2 separate regions of the Mus musculus genome follow, and region 1 is linked to region 2. The links are chromatin contacts, called in public Hi-C maps. All regions are on one chromosome and are shown on one strand. The core of a region is the stretch at or near the end of the contact, and the rest is flanking DNA. Distances in the headings are between cores, read along the strand shown. Region 1 has its middle 30 kb from the start of 4933417E11Rik. Region 2 overlaps Gm28818 (a long non-coding RNA gene).

The links. A called contact is a pair of places that touch in the nucleus more often than the background predicts.
Region 1: a Hi-C map of the N1E-115 cell line shows a contact between it and region 2, with 5 times the contacts expected there. The contact joins two enhancer-like sites. A contact is called at or near these places in 1 of 15 datasets of contacts at CTCF or cohesin (the NIH/3T3 cell line) and 3 of 484 Hi-C or Micro-C datasets (the N1E-115 cell line and liver).

Annotation. Positions count from the first base shown.
Region 1 is chr1:72,033,191-72,037,437 of GRCm38.p6, forward strand. No RefSeq gene overlaps it. Among named protein-coding and RNA genes, the nearest start is that of 4933417E11Rik, 30 kb to the left of the region's middle. Within about 2 kb of position 2,716, at least 8 of the 459 cell types and tissues checked have an H3K27ac peak or open chromatin away from gene starts, as enhancers often do. A contact at or near this core is called in the N1E-115 cell line, where this site is marked.
Region 2 is chr1:71,891,815-71,895,859 of GRCm38.p6, forward strand. It overlaps Gm28818 (a long non-coding RNA gene), which reads right to left. Exons shown (of 3, transcript XR_373492.3): 3 at 2,021-3,573. Among named protein-coding and RNA genes, the nearest start is that of Gm28818, 5.5 kb to the right of the region's middle. Within about 2 kb of position 1,982, at least 91 of the 459 cell types and tissues checked have an H3K27ac peak or open chromatin away from gene starts, as enhancers often do. A contact at or near this core is called in the N1E-115 cell line, where this site is marked.

The DNA of each region.
Region 1 (4,247 bases), core at 1,466-3,965, 140 kb after region 2:
ATCAGAATACCTGATCCATTGTTAGTTGAGAAGCCTCAAAAAAATCTGGAAAATGGAAACTTCAGACAGAAGACAGACATCTCAGATGTGAACTGACCCTTTCCTGCACAGAGGGAAGGCACACCTCTGAGCCTGTTGACAAGATCTGAGAGCTTCCGGCAGCTAGATTTGTTTGGGAACAAGGAGATGGCCTGGAAGAGTCTCCTTTTTCAATACAGGGGATAAAATTATGTTTCAATAAGGATATCAGGAAGGGTATTTCTGAGCAACATGGCCGAAGACCACGAGCATTCAGAAAGGCAGTCAGTCCCGGGGCAGAGAGGATAACACCTCATGGCCTCTAAGGTAGCTCTGGCCAATTCGTTTCCCTGAGCATGAGGGCTTCTCAAACCTCTCTCTCTCTCTCTCTCTCTCTCTCTCTCTCTCTCTCTCTCTCTCTCTCTCTCTCACACACACACACACACACACACACACACACACACACACACACACACAATCTTTGTAAGTAAGGGGAAACAATGAAACTTAACTTCTCTTGTCAGAGGCCAGCTCCATGGTAGAACATGTGCTTTGCATGTGTGAGGCCCTGAGCTCATTTCCTAGCAACAAAATGAATGGGTGAATAAACAAATGCTCTCTGACACTGGAGAGGGAGAGTTTGTTTGCTAGGGTTGCGTCTTGAGAGCTATAAATTGTTTTAATGTCTAAGATGTTTTGGCCTACCTATTACTGATTTCTAGTCTCTTCAGAGAATACTGATGACTGATGTCTTTGGCTACCATATCTTAGGACCAGAGATGCTAATAGAGCCATTAAAACACAAAATGATTAAAGTCAGTTTGAATAAATTTAACTGAACTTGTGTTATAATCCAAGAAAAGTAACCAGAAATCTCAAAGATGCCTTACAGAAGTCAATGGTTTTCCGTGGCTTTCATTAGTCATCATGACTTTTTTAAAAGTCTTGTAAGCATTGAATCATATGGATGTGGTGCCCTCTTAAGTCACACATGTTCTTTCTACGTGTGGTTGCATTTCTTTATGTATAATTTTCAAAGAAGAAGAAGAAGAAGAAGAGGAAGAGGAAGAGGAAGAGGAAGAGGAAGAGGAAGAGGAAGAAGAAGAAGAAGAAGAAGAAGAAGAAGAAGAAGAAGAAGAAGAAGAAGAGGGAGGAGGAGGAAGAGGAGGAGGAGGAGGAAAGGAGAGGAGGAGGGAGAGGAAGAGGAGGAGAAGGAGGAGGAGAAGGAGAAGGAGGAGGAGAAGAAGAAATTCTCTTTTGAGAGACATCTACAAAAATGTTTCTAAAGACACATACATCCTCTTAATGTCCCAGATTAAATATTCAGTGAGATTCTATTATATATTAAATATCCAGTGATATAGTATAGCACAATTAAACTTTGACACAGGTACTATAACATCCAAAATTAACCTGTAAGCCCCACCAATCCAAAGACCAGATAACTTCCTGGAATGCTGGGAGTTGTAGTTCTTGGAAAACAACAAAGCCTCATGGGAAAGTACGGTGGCCTGTAGGTTTGTCCTTATAAGCCCCTACTGCACTTGGCTCAGTCCCAAAATCCATCTTTTGGACGGTATTTAGTATTTAATAAAGCTTATTTTAAATTTGACCCATAATGGTGAAGTTGTTTTTTCTCCAACCAGTCTCAGGATTAACAGTACAAATATTCACAGAAAAAAAAATGTATCACTACAGACAATTGTAAAGATTTACACAAAGAAAGACATTTTGATTTCACAAGTAATAGGTGTATAGAATACTGACATTTTTCTACATTGGGCAATTGAGGGCAATTGGGTAACAAGTGGAGGGAGAAGACAAGAGTTTCAACCAATACCACTACTCAAAGGGTTGTCTATAAACTGATTCCAACTACAAATTATCTGTTCCCACCCACAATAACCTATGGGAAAGTGTGGAATGCACCACAGTGGAGTGCTCCATCATGCACCTGGTTTCGATGGACAGTCTATTTTCATGGGGAAACTTGGAGAATTAAGGTGTTGACACTTTCTCACACCAGTTTCTTGTCACAGATAAGAAACACGCCTGTCCCACGCTGGCCACTCTGAAGAGCTACAGTCTAGAGAGATCATAAATCACATTGCTAACCGAGCTGCTGAATTGGGGATTCCCAGTATGGCTCTGTCTTCCAGGGGGCGGGGCAGAGAGAGAGAGGCAGGAAAGGAGGCAGGGAGGGAGGGGGAAGAGGGAAAGGGAATTTTTTCCCTCCCATTTTGAATAGATATCACAGTAACCCTGCCTCATGCTCCCAGTGATCTATTGCCTCAAGTCTCAAGTGTAAGCCCTGAAGGACCCAGATTGTCAATTGCTCTAGAAGGTAGACATTGTGAGTTATGATATATCTCCTCCACGCTAAGGGGTAAGAGGGCATCATCTTTGTTCAAGCTTGCATATATACCAAGATTCTTCTGTCTTTTAGAATGTCATTTTCCCCATGTGTGGGTCCAAACATACCCAAGTGTAACTGGAAAACCATAAACTTTCTCCCATACCTCTTTTTCTTTTTAACCTATTCCTGCAACTAGAACAAAATGCCTTGGACTGATCACATATAAAGGTGAAGCAGAAAAAAAAAAAAAAAAGATGTATCCAGTTCTTCTAGGACCAGGCAGCAGGAGAGAGAAAAAGAAAAAGAAAATGACTTCTTAGTGAGTTTAGAAATGCCTGTGCTTGCATCAAGTACACAGCAGAGCACTGATAGAAAACTGTGAATTCCCCACATAAGGCAACATGAAAGTAAGAGGTAGACTTGTTAGAGGGTATGGGGTGGTCAGGTGAGGAAGGAGCTGGAATACATTGTATATATGTTATACTGAATTGTCAAGGCCCAGATACAAGTTATATAGAGAAGGGAAACAAAGACAGAAGTAGATTTAGGGAAAAAAATGCCAAGTGAAAGTAAATGAGGTTCGGGTACAAAGTTTCGTATAGTTCCATTGGTCAAACAGAGGGGCTGGGAGCACTTCATTTCCCGGTGCAACAGCAATGGTTGGCACACATACAACCAGTAATCTGTTTAAACTGTAAGCGGCCACTGAACTTCAACAAACCATCTGCCACATCAAACTAATGTTGTTAATTTGAGTTTCACTGCTTTTAGTTTTATTTCTTACTGAGTTTGCAAATTTGTTCCAGTTTCACAGAAGAGCTGTAAGCATCTGGGCTTAGCCCTGGCTTTCTGTTTGCGCTTAATTAATTTAAATTCATCTAAACTGTTAAGAGTAGAACAAAGGAAAACTGTTCCTCTCATTCATATAAGCTTTGGAAATAACTTAATACATTAGCAGTGGTCACTTGGCTCCAACTGATGGAACTACTCATGATTATACATGTTGAATTAGTCTCACAGTTTAAAAAAAAAAAAAGAAAATAGTCCTTTTTTGATGTTGTTATCTGGAGACTTGAAGGGACACTTCTGGTCGTCTTTGAACAGCCACTACAGTTTCCTTCAAGTTTATCAGTGAACGAAAATGGTCAGCTAAGAGCTACCAAACATCTGAGAACAATATGGTGGACAGGAAAACCCAGTGCCCCAGAGAACAGGGGAGAGCCTGTGTTTGTGTGATAACAGGACTGTGGGAGTTAGCTGGACTGCCGCAGACCTAGAGGCACTGTAACTGATCTACAAAGCGATACTAAAACCTACGACCTGTCTGCTGCCCCACCCCCAAAAACAGGGCAGGAAAAGGATGCTTGGCCTCACATGGTCCCCAAATGCTTGTCTCCAGAGGCAGACTGAATGTAGAGATGTGTTCACCAAATGAGGAAGATGGGTGTTTACACAAACAGGCTAGAGTACAGCTAGGTGCTTCCACAGGAGGAACTGTTCTAAGATGGAGCCCCTGCCCTTTTTTTTTTTTTTTTTAATATGGTAGTACAGCCCTAAGATACATCACCTCTAAACATGTTCGAAGTTAACTTATCAGGTGAAAAGTCAAATACATCCATGACTTCTGGCTTCCAAAACCACAAAAGAATGTGAAATAATATTCACGTTGACATTTTTAATATAATGGCATGCCCTCATACTTTTTATGCTAAAAGATCACTTTATTCTCTTTATTCACTGTATAAGTATTTTAAAATTTGAAATTAAAAGAGAAAGTGTCTCATTAATGTGTCTTATTTTTCCCCCTAAAACATAGGTACACCTGGGTTTGCAAGATGGCTCATTGAGTAAAGACATTTGCTGAGCAATCTTG
Region 2 (4,045 bases), core at 732-3,231:
TCTTAAGAAGATTATGCCACAGAGAACCAGTAGGCTGTCTGACCCCTGCTCTAAAGATGCATCTGAAACCTTGCAGGGCAGTCTGTCTGACTTCCAGGATGAGTGGGCAGGTGGTGAACTAAGACAAGGTGACAGGGAGACGTCATAGAGGTACCTTTTGAGAAAACACACATCTATGAGTCTGCTGACTGATTGTTCCTCTGCAAGTCTCAAAAATCTATTTTTTTCCAGTGAAGTTACTCCTTAAGGTTAAAAAAAATTGTTGATCCAAACAACTTTTTAAATACCAGGCATAGGAGCATGGTGGGATGCAGGGACGCAGATTTCATCTGGAAGTTCAGCATCCACTGCTCATTCAAAAGGCACGTTACTCAACCACCCATCAATAGCCCCACCCACCAAAACCCAGGACAACGTGGAAGAGCCCATCCTGGAGAGTGCTGTGTGACGCAAAGATGTCAGGCTGGAGGAAAGTCATCAAAGAACAAGAGATGCTATCAGAGGAAGACAGGAAGACCCAGGAAACACGGTGGCCAAATTGCAAAGGACAGTAGCAGAAGGAACACCAGCGGGGAAGAGAAGCCTCACTGCTCAGTTTAGTCTGCATCACCAGGTATCAGAGGCTAAGAGATTGCTATAGGAAGACAGAGGAAATGGGATATCAAAAGGCATTCTATCCCTACAGCAGTGGCTCCCAACCTTCCTGATGCTGTGACCCTTTAATATGCTCCCTTGTGTGAGCCCCCAACCATAATATCATTTTCCTTGCTACTTCATAACTATAACTTTGTTACTGTTGTGAATCATAATGTAAGTGTTTGTGTTTTCCAATGGTCTGAAGGTCACCTCTGTGAAAGGCTCCCTCAACCCCTTAGGGGGTCGCGCCCCACAGGTTGAGAACCCCTGCTTTGCAGGAAGTAGTTTGTCCTACTCTGGTCCTATGTTATCATTGTGGCAATGTTTCCATGTGAAAGTTCCTACAAACAGCCCACCTTACCCTTCTCCATGCGTTCTAAGATGTCATCATTTCCCACTGGGTTAGGAGGATCCTCTGGCTATGTCTTTACACTCTCTAACTACATATGTTTTAAGGTTTATTTATTTTTATTTTATACCTATGAGTGTTTTCTTGTCTGTGTGTCTGCTCACTTTGTGCATTCAGTACTGGTGAAGGCTGGAAGAAGGACTCGAATCCTCTAACTCTGGACCTGACCTTACAGACCATTGTCAGCAATTATGTGGATGCCGGGAATTGAACCCCCAGTTCTCTAGAAGACTCACAAGTGCTCTTCACGGCTGAGCCATCTCTCCAGCCTCTCTTCAACTTCTTTTAAGCATCTAAATTCAATGATAAATTTTGCCAGAAAAATATCCCTGCATTGCTGGTCTGTCTCCTAAGCCACGGGTCCAGGGGAATCTAATCACACTTTGCTTAGCCCATATGTTTCAGAGGGAGTTGAGAATACCAGAGAACCAACTGGTCCTTTCAGAGCCAGAGAAAAGTTTTGATTGGTATAGAATCTTAATGATGTCATTTCGCATGTAGTTACCATAGGCTGGTAAGATGGCTTAGTGGACAAAAGCCCCTACCGCCAAAGTGTGGCAACCTGAATTCAATATCTAGGACCAGATGCAAAGAGGAGAGAGCCAAATCCTGCAAGTTTTCCCTGACTTCCACGTGTGTGCCCGGGTACACGTACACTTGTGTGTAAGTAAATAAATGTCATTTCAATTTTTACAGCAAACGCAGTAGAAAAAGCCGAGTGCCTTTGGGAGCTCTGCTTGCTCACATTTTCTCAAGCTTCCTCCTTTGGAGGATAGGATCTGCTCTCATCACTGAGCCATGCAAGGATGCTAATAAACAAACAAACAAAAAAAATCACTTTTGAACAGCGTTTTTCATCAGCATTCTGTTTCCGAGCCTACCGAGTGACTCATCCTGAGACTGGGTGCTGCAGCCCCTGCCCCGGGGAATGGCTGAGTGAGTGACTAATAGTTCACACTGGAGAGAGAGAGCAGGAAGTTGGCTCTGCGTTTATTATTGGAACCAGACACTAAGGAGCTGTTTTAAAAAGCACTTGAAAATACTTGAGCCCCAAGGAATGTTGCTTGCTTACCTACTTTGCATCATTCTTGCTGTTAAGGTTAAAGGTGACTTTGCCTCTAAATGGGCTTTGGAGGTGTGACAATAAATTAAGTGGTGAGAGATATTTGGATTTTGACGCTAAAAGAAAAGCACGTCACAAGTTACTAGTAGAAAGAAATAAAACCTCTGTACTGGCTAGTTTTGTGTTAACTTGACACAGCTGGAGTTATCACAGAGAAAGGAGCTTCAGTTGAGGAAATGCCTCCATGAGATCCAACTGTAAGGCATTTTCTCAGTTAGTGATCAAGGGGGAAAGGCCCCTTGTGGGTGGTGCCATCTCTGGGCTGGTAGTCTTGGTTCTATAAGAGATCAGGTTGAGCAAGTCAGGGGAGGCAAGCTAGTAAAGAACATCCCTCGATGGCTTCTGTATCAGCTCCTGCTTCCTGACCTGCTTGAGTTCCAGTCTTGACTTCCTTCAGTGATGAACAGCAGTATGGAAGTGTAAGCCGAATAAACCCTTTCCTCCCCAACTTGCTTCTTGGTCATGATGTTTATGCAGGAATAGAAACCCTGACAAAGACAACCTCTAACTGATCTTGACTTACATGTTGCTTTTGTTGTCTGGTGAGATGAGATTCAATTGGCAGACATCTTTCAGCTGGGAGTCAGGGTTCCCTTCTAACACCAAGCCAACAATGAGACTCCATTCTTAGACGATGATGGTGATGATAGTGATGGTGGTGATGGTGGTGGTGGTGATGTTGTTGTTGTTGTTGGTGATGATGATGATAATGATGATGGACGTGATCAGTAACTTTGGATACAGAGATAGCTTAGTTTATAAAGTATTGGAGGACCTAAGGTTGATCTCCAGCAAACACATGTGAAAATATGATGAGAAGTCCTGTGTCTGCAAACCCAGCAGTGGGGAGGAATTGACACAGTGAATCTCTGGGGCTGGATGCCAAGACAGCCTGGACTATTTGTCAAATTCCAGGTCCCAGTGAGAGACATTGTCTTTAAAAAGATGGTGGATGGTGTCTGAGGAACAATACATGAAGCTGACTTCTGTCCTCTATATACACAGACAGACAGACAGACAGACAGACAGACACAAATAAGCTAAAATGCAATTATTATCTCTCTCATTGGTTTGGGTAGGAAAACTGTTCTTAGCTTGTGGATTAATATTATTTGGCGACTGGACCAGTCTTTTTGTGAAAAGATATTTCTTCTCTTTCTCTACCTGTTCAGTGTTTCCTCACACCACACTTAACAATGCAGCAAGAACTCTGTCCGTAGACCAATACTGTCAGTCAACCCGCCACCAGGTTAGCATCAAGGCGAAGGAAAGCCGTCAAAATGACCTCATCCCAAGCTGGACCTTAGCTGAGCTCTTGAATCTTCTTTCCCACCAAACCAGAGAACCACAGGAGAAATCGGATTTTTCACGTGCCTTCTCTCCCTTCTTTGCAGATTCACCGTACCTAGTAAAACAGTGAAAACCCTGAGGTCTTAAGGTCGTTAGACCAGCAGACAACCACAGGCACTGTCAGATTGCTTTATCCCATTAACAGTTTTATAAATAATAGCTGAAGGTTATGTTTGCTCCACAGAGGTGAACTTAACATTTATAAACTATAAAACTCTGTCCTCACACACGGAGAAGCTGACGTTGATCTCTCAGTTTGTAAGCCGGTACCACAGAGCAGTTGCCCTCCCTGTCTCTGCAGGTCAGTTTACACACAATTCACCAGGCCAAAAGGTAAAGATGGCCCTTTCTGACTTTTTAAAATTTTGAATAAAAGCAGAACCAATTTAGCAAAAAGATGTTGGCGTTTTTAATTCTCCATTTTCATGCTTAAAGATGCTGAATTATTTAAGGTATCTATTCACATATCTCCCCACCAATAAAACATGGTTCACCAAGAATTTGTAGAAATCAGCTCCTCAATGTAT